Regions from separate parts of the Mus musculus genome. Here region 2 is linked to region 1. The links are chromatin contacts, called in public HiCAR-type maps. All regions are on one chromosome and are shown on one strand. Each heading gives the region's core, a stretch centred on a gene start, on an enhancer-like site or on the middle of the called end of the contact. The rest is flanking DNA. Distances are from core to core; before and after follow the strand shown. Region 1 holds the start of Dusp22 (dual specificity phosphatase 22). Region 2 holds the start of Gmds (GDP-mannose 4, 6-dehydratase).

Evidence for each region. HiCAR-type assays count read pairs that join an accessible place to other places.
Region 2: a contact with region 1 is called in a HiCAR-type map of astrocytes, with 3 times the contacts expected there. The contact joins the promoter of Gmds here to the promoter of Dusp22 in region 1. A contact is called at or near these places in 1 of 484 Hi-C or Micro-C datasets (embryonic stem cells) and 1 of 115 datasets of contacts at active chromatin or transcription factors (astrocytes).

The regions. Positions count from the first base shown.
Region 1 is chr13:30,656,690-30,662,574 of GRCm38.p6, forward strand. It overlaps Dusp22 (dual specificity phosphatase 22), which reads left to right and starts at 3,370. Exons shown (of 7, transcript NM_001037955.4): 1 at 3,370-3,457. The coding sequence starts at 3,437. Gm35158 (a long non-coding RNA gene) reads right to left here and starts at 3,354. Exons shown (of 3, transcript XR_382157.3): 1 at 2,762-3,354; 2 at 266-640.
Region 2 is chr13:32,335,758-32,341,396 of GRCm38.p6, forward strand. It overlaps Gmds (GDP-mannose 4, 6-dehydratase), which reads right to left and starts at 2,787. Exons shown (of 11, transcript NM_146041.2): 1 at 2,625-2,787. The coding sequence starts at 2,726.

The sequences.
Region 1 (5,885 bases), core at 2,120-4,619:
CCTTTTGGCAAGGGCTGGCTGTGCTGACAGTACCTGGCAAATAGTCTTCAACTTGTGTGTGTGTGTGTGTGTGTGTGTGTGTGTGTGTGTGTGTGTGTGTGTGTGTGTGTTTTAAAAAGGACCATTTTCCACCCACCATTAGGAACTCAAGGTTCTGTCTTTACATGATATTGATTTAGAATCTTCTCACTATTTCCTCTGGATGCCCTGCCTGCTCACCTGGGAACCAGTCGTATGGTCCTTCTCTGAAACACACTGCACATACCTGAAGCTCTGAGATCTGAGCTCTCCAAGACTCTTGTCAGAAAGAAGGAAACATATTTAGAAGGCTGATTGAGGGCTGGGAACAGGTGGCCTTCCTTCTGAAGGATGAGGTCATTCTCCACAGAGGCCAACCACACGGCCAGGCTATTGGGGAGATTCCGAGGCCTTAAGTAGTCATCTGAGCCTCCTTCTTCTGGACAGAGCCACAGAAACAAAGAAAACAATCTGTGCTTCTACTTTTGAATTCTGGGCTTTGCCTTGTGTCTTCTTCCTGCACTCCAGTGTCTGCCTTTCTTTTCCTTTCAGTCGTGCTTTGGCCGAGGCATATGACATACAACTACTCATTTGGGCTGTGGGTTTAAGTTCTAAGATGAAGCTAGGGAGTGAGAGGAGACAAAGACTCTTGTTAAGAAAGTCTCGCAATCAATCAAGCAATAGCAACTGATCAGTCAGCCCATCACCCACCGGACTCTCGACTTCTGATGCTCTTTTTTTCCCTCCTCTTCTCAAAAACGAAACCTGAGGATTTGAGATGAGTATGCTAGAAAGAGCAGAGTCAAATGCAGGCAGGAATGCTAACTCTGACTGTCAGGGGACAGGAATGAGGAATTCGTCATCTAAAGTATAATAGTAATAATATTAACAATAACAGCAACAGAAGCATAGGCACAGAGAGAAGTATTCCAAATAGATGGCAGATGAAAAAACATGATTTGCGCTTGTGATTTACGGGTGTAGACCAACCTATAAACAAATTGTGCTTGGAGAAGTCCACCTTTCTATTGAAAACAACAGCCTAAAGAGAAGGAAGAGGAATAAACACTGGCCAGTTGCTTTTAAACACATCATCTAGTGATCGTGTAAGGAGGCAAATGCTGAGAAAGTGACTCATCTGGTCCATGATCTTTCTAGGAGTTGGGGATAGAAGCTGACCATGGGATTTCCCTACTAGAGTCCCTTAACTATGCTGATTCTAAGCAGCAGGCATAATTGCATAATGACACTATGGTACAGAGGGGAGGGGGTAGGTTTCCCATGTGATTAGGAGGAAGAGGATGAGAGGGTGATAGTGCAGGACCAGTCCTGTAAAGAGGAGGAGCAGAAGTAGACCAGAATCTCATCCCCCAGGGAGGAAACAATGCAAGTGCACACTGAGGGAGGGAAGGGAAGGTGGGGGGAGTGCCTTGTATTGCCCAGGACACGAGTGTACAGGGAGAGCAACCATACTAGACAGAGTCAAGCTCTTCCCAAATATTTATTAGCACTCTAAATTTTTAAATACTTTTCTTCACATTTTTTGTTTACTATTTATTTTTATTTATCTATTAGGGTGTGTGTGTGTGTGCACTCATAACTATGGTCAGAGGACAACTTACAAAACTTGGTTCTCTCTTTCCACTGTGTGGTTGTCAGGGACAAAATTCAGGTCATCTGGCTTGGCAGTGAGTAACTTTCCCAGCTAGGCCAGCTCAACAGCAGTTCTTTTTTTCTGGCTGGCTTGCTTGTTTGTTTGTTTGTTTGTTTTTAGAACCTCCCCACTGGTTTCTCAGCCAAGATCCCCATTAATTATTTTGGCATATGTTTAGTCTATGTTATGCTAGCTTCTGCCCCAGAAGACATATGACTAAGTAGTGAATAAGACAGAAAGACCTCTTTCAGGAAGTTATTAGCTTATGAGATAGGTCAATATTAAGCAATTAAGTATAATTTCTGATCCTAAGTGTATGAAAAAAATATGACACAGTAATGTCATAGGTACCTGGAGTATATCTTATAAACTGGATGCTTTAGTTGAGAGAAGAATCTATGGGGAGATGACCTTTGTACTAAGACCTCAAAAAAGCTATGCAAAGAATTGGGCGTTGAGATGTCAGTAACACAGGACCCTGTGTAAGATCAAGCCTAGGATGTCTAAGAAAAAACAGAGCAGCCCCTGGGGCTGATTCCAGGAAGGGGGAGGGTGATCTAAGGCCAGCAGAATTGGGCTTGAAACATGGCATTATCTTCATTCAACAAGTACTGGCATCTACTGGGTGTAGGGCGTTGTCAAGAATACAAAATGGAAATGAGAAACCTTTAGTTCAGTGGTTCTCAATCTTCCTAATGCTGTGACTCTTTAATATGGCTACTCATAACTTGGTGACCCCCAACCATAAAATTATTTTCATAACTGTAATTATTTTCATAACTGTAATTTTGCTACTGTTTTAAATAGTAATGTTAAGTATCTGTGTTTTCTGAGGGTCTTGGGTTACCCAAGTGAAAGGGATGTTCAAACCCCCAGGTCTTAGTGCCTATAAAGGAAATTAAAATTTTACCAAGGATAAGCCAGGCACGGTGGTGCACACCTTTAATCCCAGGTGCACACCTTTAATCCCAGCACTCGGGAGGCAGAGGCAGGTGGATTTCTGAGTTCGAGGCCAGCCTGGTCTACAAAGTGAGTTCCAGGACAGCCAGGGCCAGGGCTACACAGATGTCTCGGGGAAAAAAAAATTACCAAGGATGATAGATGGCCCACATGCTAGAATGCATGCACACGCTAGACAAAACCGCAGTGCAGGTACGTGGGGGCTTTCTGGGGGTAGTCATTGCAACACACTGCCCTGAAAAAGACCATTTAGAGACAGTTGGGTTCCTCTCCTCGACCAGGGTCACGTCTCTGCAGAGGTGAGTCACCTAGCCCACCTTTCCCAGAGCATGCTCCTTCTCGGTCTGAGTTGGGTGGGGCAGGGCCCACAGGAATCCCCCGCCTTGTTGGCTCAGAAAACCCAGACAGGGGAGCCCCTCTAACAGGGGAGTCAAGGCCTGAGACACTGCCCGTAACTGGCACCAGGGAGCCCCAGGGGAAACCGCCTTTAGGGACTTGGGGACCCCCCTACCGCTGCGCCTGCCTCCGTCCACCCCACCCCCCACCCGGCGCGCGTGCGCAAACTGCAGGGTTGTAGGCTGGGGCTCATGCGCGAGCACGAGCGCGTGCGCGCTGGGCGTCCGGCCGCGGGGGCGAGGGCCGCTGTCCCCGACGTCCGCACGGCCGGACAGTAATGCCGCGTCCCGGGTGGAGCGCGCAGCGAGCGCCGCCCTGGCGCCGCCTCCCGCTGCCCCGCCCGCCTGCCCGCCCGGCTGCGCGCCCGGTCTCCTCCCGCGAGCGCGGAGCGGCGAGCCCGGCGCGGCCATGGGGAGTGGGATGAGCCAGGTAACGTCCGGTCCCGGCCGCACCCTCTTTTCTGCAGCCTCCGCAGCCCTGACCCGCACAGCGTGCCCCTTTGAGAGCGGGGGACCCATGCTGGAGCTGGTCTGTCTCCCTCCCCTGAGACCGGGCCCCTTGACGTCTGCCACCCACAGCATTGGTGAACCGGGCCAGATGGGCGGCTTCTGTAATTTCCTCTTTTCCCCAGATTTGTGTGCGCGTGCACAGATAAGCCACTCTGGTGGGGGAAGTTCACGGAAACCCTAGAACTGACATGGCTTTCGGTGTCTGGAGCTGGTTGACCCTGGGTTGTGGGGCTTCCTTAGGGCAACCTGTTGGCTGGCTGTTGTGGCCGCAAGGCCTTCTAGAAACTCTTTCTTTGCCCCTGTGGTGGCCCAAACCTTCTGGGCCGGTTTTCTCACCCCTACCCCCTAGATTGAGGATGATCTGGCGGTGACAGTCCTCCGGGTTCTATTTGTGTCAGTCTCAAGGTTAAGGAACTTGCTGGTTCAAAGAGAAATCTTACTAAGGCTCTGGATGCCCAGGACTAAGACAAGTACTTCTACAAGTATTTTAAATGGTCCTGGGTTTGGTTAGCTTCTGGTGTTACCCCCCATCTTGTCTCCACTTACTTTATCCATCATGTTTATAGGTTCTAACGGTGTGGCTCGCTTTCTCCCCTTCTTTCTTCACCCTTTCACATTTGTCTCTGCTTTGTGGCGAGGGGCTCTGCAGTGGTTTAGTTACTTCCATGGGAATGATTATTGAGGCAGAGATCCAAGACCGAGGAGGGAACGAACATGTCTTTGATGGAAGCCTGCATGCTCCTTGCACAGTCTCCATGTTTTTGTGCGTTGTGACTTTTGTGTGTTGGTGACTAGGATTTTATTATTTTATTATTATTATTATATTATTATTATTATTATTATTATTTTCGCCAGTGATCAAATTTGAAACAAACTCCCTCTCATGAATATATGCTTGTATTATGTTCCCATTAGCACAGGGATCAGTCATCGCTCTGAGCTTTCTGCTTTTAAAATTAGACCGGTTGAAGATGTCCGCCTGGGGCTGACAGACTCTGCTTGCTTTCCCTTGACATTTCTAGTTGGCGCCACTGTTTACTGTCCCTTTCTGCATTTGGTTTCTAGTATTTTATATTCTAATTGAAAGAATGGGTTTAGGTATACAAGTGATTGATTGCCTAAGGGATATTCTTTTCATACTTCTCAGCGAAGGTGGCAGTATTCATATCCACATTGTGCTATTTACTTCTTATAGTAGATTCCTTGACTATTTTATTATCATAACCAGCTTGTACAGACACAGTTTCTAGTGTAGAGATGGAAAACTATACGGACAGAGAAATGTAGATGTTCAGTGGTTCAATACTTACAGTCTGTACTGAATATATGTTAGGTGTAGTGCTTTTGGGAACAGAGGGAGGAAAGCCAGCAGAAAGGACCAAGAAGTCTGTTACAGACCTCCTCAATGTAGGACACTGCTTGTTCAGTACAAATATAATGTGAACCAGATACATCATTTACATTTTCCTAGTGAAATTTCTTTGAAGAGTTAGAACAGATGATCACCATGTAAAGAATATTATTAAACTGAGAATATTTAAAGTATTTTAACACGCAACCAATAAATAAATTATTTATGCAATACCTTTTTTTTTTTTCCCTGTGGAGTCTTAAATTCTCATTAGGTACTTGCTACATTTTAAATGCTCAAAAACCAACCATTGGCTAACAGGCGCTGCCTACCCCAGATTACTATGTCCCCATACCCGTGTATGGGATGGATGGGGCTAGGGGAGTTTATCAGGCTCTAAAGATAACTTCTAGTGTGTAAGCAAAGTAGATGTCATCCCAAAGGAGGGTAATCTTCAGCCCAGGCAAAAGCTCCCTGGTAGAGTAAACATCTTAATCTGAGATCAGAAGGTATCACCGGAATTACAAGACAAGGAAGCAGCGAGGTAAATTACTGGATGCTGGTAACCAAGAGCCTTACCCAGAGGTCTCTAATGTGTTATTGTCTGACCTGGAGCAGGGTTTCTGTTTTTCCCTAGTTGGGAAAAGAAAAGGAAAAAAAAATGTAGTTTTTTGTTGTTGTTTTGTTTTGTTTTTTGTTTTTTGTGGTTTTTTTTTTGTTTTGTTTTGTTTTTTCGAGACAGGGTTTCTCTGTATAGCCCTGGCTGTCCTGGAACTCACTTTGTAGACCAGGCTGGCCTTGAACTCAGAAATCCACCTGCCTCTGCCTCTCGAGTGCTGGGATTAAAGGTGTGTGCCACCACACCCGGCAAAAAACAATGTACTTACCGAATCAAGAGAAGATGCTAGTGATGGAGATGTGATTCTAAGATTACAGGCAAATTGTGTGATGCCTTGGAATTTAAGAGTGTCATTTGGGGACAGGAAATAAGGACCTC
Region 2 (5,639 bases), core at 1,537-4,036, 1.7 Mb after region 1:
TCAAAGGATAGGCAAGGACCAGAACCATAACAAACTGAGAAAGCTCTATCCCCAGCACTCCTTCCTCAATACTAAAATACATTCAGCTCCAGGAGCACATTAGATAGGCATATATAGACTCTATAACACAAAGAAAGCCACTCAGAATCACAAGGACAGGTAAGATACTGTGGTGGTTGGTCTGAGTTACAATGGCCCCCGTAGGCTTATATATCTGAATGCTTAGTAGTCACAGAGTGATGCTATTTGAGAAGAATTAAGACATATAACCTTCTAGAAGACAGTGTTTCACTACGATATCTCTCTCTCTCTCTCTCTCTCTCTCTCTCTCTCTTTGCCTCTGTCTCTGTCTCTGTCTCTGTCTCTGTCTCTGCCTATGGATCAAGATGTAGCTACTTCTCTAGCACCAGAACTGCCTACTGCCATGCTCCCTGCCATGATGATATTACAGTCCTCAGGTCATACCCCATCACTGAAGGAAGTCAGGGCAAGAACTAGAGACAAAAACTCAACAGAAACCATGGAGAAATGCTTAGCCTGCTTTCTTATACATCTCCAGACCACCTGTCTCAGGAGTCCCTATCAGTCCCACTATGAGTTGGGCCTACCCATATCAATTATTAATCAAGAAAAAGCCTTACAGACTTGCCTACAAGCAATCCAATGGAGGCATTTTCCTCAGCTGAGGTTTCTCTTCCCAAATAACCCTAACTTATGTCAAGTTGGCAAAAGCACAAGGGAATACTCACTCATACTGTAATTTCCCTTACAGTCTTGAGTAATACTATTCTACAGGCGCTGCCTTTTCATATGCATTGTCTTCAGCTCCTCAAAGATCTTAGTAGGGACAGGATATATATTACATAGCTTGTACCAGAGCAGCCTCAAAAGGCCTGCACACTACAGATGAACATTAAAAATGCATTCTGTTCGTAGTGAAAGTCAGTCAACATTTTTCAAGGCCCACTACCTAAAGCCGTGTGGGAGGAACTAGGATGAAAATGAGAAAATCTTTTCTTAAAGCTGTTGACAAACCTGGTCAACTCAAGCAAGCAAGGAAAAAAATACAGAGGAGTGTCAAGGAGGTGATGTGTCAGGGAAGTGATGGGTAGTAGGGCAGAGCTCAAAGGCATCTAAGTTTTCAAACCTGAAAGCACAGCAGGTGTTTGGAGTCTGAAATGAAATGAGAAACCCAAAACTCCTGGTCAGGAAGTGGTATTTTTAAGTATTGATAGTACTTCAGGAGAATCCTTGCTGGGGGTAGGAGTGGTGGGCACTTCCAAGGCTTCCTTCCCATGAAGTATCTACCAAACAACAGTTTTCAACTATTTAATGAGATTCCACTTCTAAGCTGCACTGATACAAAATGCTGGCCGCTTACATTGCTATACGCCATACTAACATGGCACACAACATCCTAACTCAATTTCTTGATAATACTAAGTGAAAGTTTACTTTAGAGAGTATGTGAATGCAGTTAACATCTGGGCTTAAGAACCAGTCTGAAAACTTGGGAAAAGAGAACCATCTGAAAGATCTCTAGCATTAGAAAAGAGAGGTGACATGGGGGGGGGTGCACAGTTCTATGGTAGAGCACCCCTGAGGAGTCCCTGACTTGACGTTTTTATCCTCAACCCTGGACCCTTTTCCTACCTCTTCTATCTTACTAGTTGGTAAACGTTTATTTATCGAAAGTACCTTAAACAAGATGCAATGATAACTGAAAGAATGATCAGTAGCTAGTAACTGAAATAGTCTAATGTCTGGGAACTGTGTATCTGCTCTTTGGTAAAACGAGAGAACTTTAAGACCACTTCCAACCCCAACAATACACTTCCTACCTGTTGGGCTTCAGGTAATTCAAACTCATTTTCCTCAATCTTAAACTGGAAATAAGGACTTTGTTGTATGGAAGCTAACTAGTCAGTATTAACCAAGTAACTCCGATATGGTAAGTATGCTGGTGTGGGCCATATTAGCTTTATTATCATCTTTACCATCTTCGCTTTAGCATTGACCACCATCAGATGTCCTGGGATACACAGAAAACAGATGCCCTACAGCAAGTAACAAGGACATTACTTCAACACCCCTGAATCTCACTCTACACAACTTGACAAGGCAGTGGTTAGCCTTATCTGTTGCCATACCTCTATGAGATGACTGTCATAAATTAGTCATGCCTAGCATAGGCCATGGGGTCCCAACATTCAAGACAGCACAGCCTAATTACCTCACCCAAGGAGTTCATGCCTTTGGAATTAGAAAAGTCGGTCTCACTTTGGGACTCCACATACTGACATATTCCTCGCCCCTTTCCTTCCCTGCACCAGGATCTACAAAGTACGAAATTCCTTCCAAGAGCTCACTTGGGCTCCAGGAAAGAAACTACAGTCACCCAGGGGACAGGTGGAGCAGAGTGGTCCGGTTGCTTAGCACCACCAGCTCACACCCCCAGAAGGATCAGAGAGCCATGCTGCTGGGGCTGAAGCTGTCCCATCCCGCAGCCGCTCACACCTTCCGGGACTCGTGGAGCGCAGTTCCCGGTGGCACAGCGGCCCTGCGCGGGGAGGCGGCCCACGTGCCCCCGGGCTACAGGCCGCTCGTCCCCGCCCCGCACTCACCTGTCCGGTGATGCCAGTGATGAGAGCCACCTTCCTGAGCTTGCCCATCTCGCCATCCCCGGAGCCCGGGTAGCTCGGGCACTTAGCGGGAGCTTGAGCCATGTCGCCTCAGGCGGGTGAGCGTGCGGCCGAGAGGAAGGCGGAGTGGAACGAGCCGCGGGCCGGCAGGGACCAGGGTGCGCGCGCCAGTCGTTTCACGGAGCTGCAGCGGCCGCCACGGTCTGACAGGGCGCGCGGGAGGCCGGGCGTGGAGCGAGGGGCGGGCCAGCTTAGTCGGGGCGGGCGGCGCGAGCCGGGCTGAGGCCTGGCTGGCGCCGCGTCACTCGCCCAAGCAGCGACGCGTCAGCAGCGCCCCCGACAGCTCCGCCCCTGCCGGGGTCTCCGCGCTGAGCCACGCCTCTCTGGGGGCGGGGCCTGAGGGCGCCGGGCCCCTGGAAGAGGAAGGATGTAAGTCTGCGGTCAGAGTAGAGGATATGGCCTGCATGGGCCTCGGTCTCCGGGAATCCTCATATCGCCCCATGATGCCAGGAGGAATGACGAGCTGACCTTCTCGGTAGGAAAGAGCTCTGAAATCCAAATCTAGGTATCCAAGGCTGGAGTCATCGACCTTATTAAATTTCTAGAAATCTGCTTCATTGTCTTTGTGAGCAGGTCAGTTTTAACATTTCTCGAAGGCACTAGAGTTTCAAGGCTACTCTAACCTGTGAATCTTCTGTGAACATTAGCAGTTTGCTAATGTTTGGACTAGTTTGGGGGTTCCCGGTAATTCCGTTCAAGGAACAGTATTTACTTCGAGGGCTGGAAGTTTCTGGCCCCGCCCCCATCCTGCATAAGGAAACAATTGACAAAAATCCACAGGTCAGTAAAACCTGTACAAATTTCATGAGGTGGGGTTGTTGCAGTGTCTTTTGAACTTGTTTCTATTTAGTGCATGCACACTGACAGATTCACTGACTGAGAAAGGCTGACAAAGGACTCAGACATAGGGACAAGGGTGTAGGGAAGAAACACACACACATACACACGTACACACATACTGTCCAGCTTATCTCTCCAATAAACATCCTCAAACCGTCTTTCCCTTTGCAAACTGAGCTACTAGGACAGGGCCCAATAGAACCTGCTAGATATGATACAAACCTGTAGTTCCAAAACCAGAGTGCCCAAACTCCTCGGAAACATTCCAAACTTTATACATAGGCTTGTCTGGTTTAATATTTTTACCTTTCCTCTAGCGCATTCTATATGGAAAATGAGACCTAGAAGTTGGGGAAATATATTCCTTAAGGCAAGAAATGTCTAAAATCTAGATGATCTTTAACTATTGATTTAGTTTTATGTAAATATGTTGTAATGTAAGGATAAATAGAAAAAAATGAATACTTAGGAGAGATATGTCCCATTTGTTCTGTAGGTCTGACACCTTCTATCATACTAATGAATACTAGGAATTTATCTGTCTAGTAAAAAATTTAACAGAAAAAAATCATAAAAATCAAATATGTATTGGATGTGCTGAGCTATGGCTTGGTGGTAAAGCACTTGCCTAATGGGATTGATGCCCAATAGTACAAAAGTAAACAAATAAAACCAATATTTTTTAGGGCCTGGAAATGCAAAAATAGTAAAGAAGATATTGCAAACTGTCAGAAATAAAAAACTGTGTCCCTTAAACATCCAACCGGTATTTCCTTTATTACCATCCTAGAATCTGGATATTCAAGATCGGGGTTGACTTCCTCTGAGGCCTGTCTCCTGGCTTGTAGATGTCACCTTGCATCTGGTCATGACACACTTCCTCTCCATGTGCTTGCGTTCCAATTTCCTATTGTAAGGACAGTGACTCCCTTTCATTAGGAACCACCCTAATGACCCCACATTACCTTAATTTCCATTTAAAGACCATAGCTCCCAGCCAGCCAGATGGCCTGGTAGGTAAAGGCGCTTGCCATCCTGAATCTAATACCTATACCCACATACTGGGAGGAGAGAATGAAGTCCTACAAGCTCTCCTCGGCCACACATTTAAAAGAAAAAAATAGTAAACAAAGTAATTAAAAATAAAAGGTATCCAATTACCAATTACTTTTTGTTTTAATTATTTTTATAAAGTTTTTTGTTTTGTGATTTTGGTTATTTATTTATTTATTTATTTATGGTTTCCTTTGTTTTATTTTTAGACAGGGTCTCATGTAGCCCAGGGCTGCTGGCCTGCAATTCATTATATAGCCAAGAATGACTTTAAGTTTCTTTCCCCCTGCCCCTACCTCTTGCTTACTCAAATTATATGCATGGACCACTACACCATGCTTATGTGGTTCCAGGGATCAAACCAAGGATATTGTATATACTAAACAAATACTGTACCAACTAAACTATAGCCCCCCCCCATTGCCTTTTTTTAAAGACTCAGTCTTGAGGTGATGAAGTCTTACACTTCAATATATGAAATAATAGAGAGACACAATACATCTCCTTACAGACAAAGGGGAAAGACTTTTCTTGTTGGTTTGGTTTGGAAGCATGGAAGACAGTTGGTAGTGGGCATCATTGTAATTCCCCAGTAACCTTAGGGGAATGTGTGCAGTCAGCATAGGGACTGGACAACATGAGATTTCTATTAGCCAGAGGGAGAGTGCTAGTGTAGCATAGTAATTCATAACTGTAGGAGACTTCGTAACCTAGAAGACATTTGACACTTTTTACTGTAACACTATTGATATTTAATGATTAAAGAGTGAATGGGTCTGTTGCTGAACATCCTATGATTACCAGCCCAGCTGACTCATCGTATCAATACAGTCTGTTCTCTATATCCTTTTAACTTGCATCCAATCAACCAAATTTGCATTGTTTACCATGAAGTTAGCACTACAGCGCTTGTGGTGGTCAGTCTTATTTTAATTACATATTTTTATTTTTGTGTAGGGTGGGAGTGCCTGGAACACAGGGTGCTCCTGTAGAGGTCAGAGGACAAGGTCAGCTCTTTTCTTCTCCCATGTAAGGTCCAGGGAT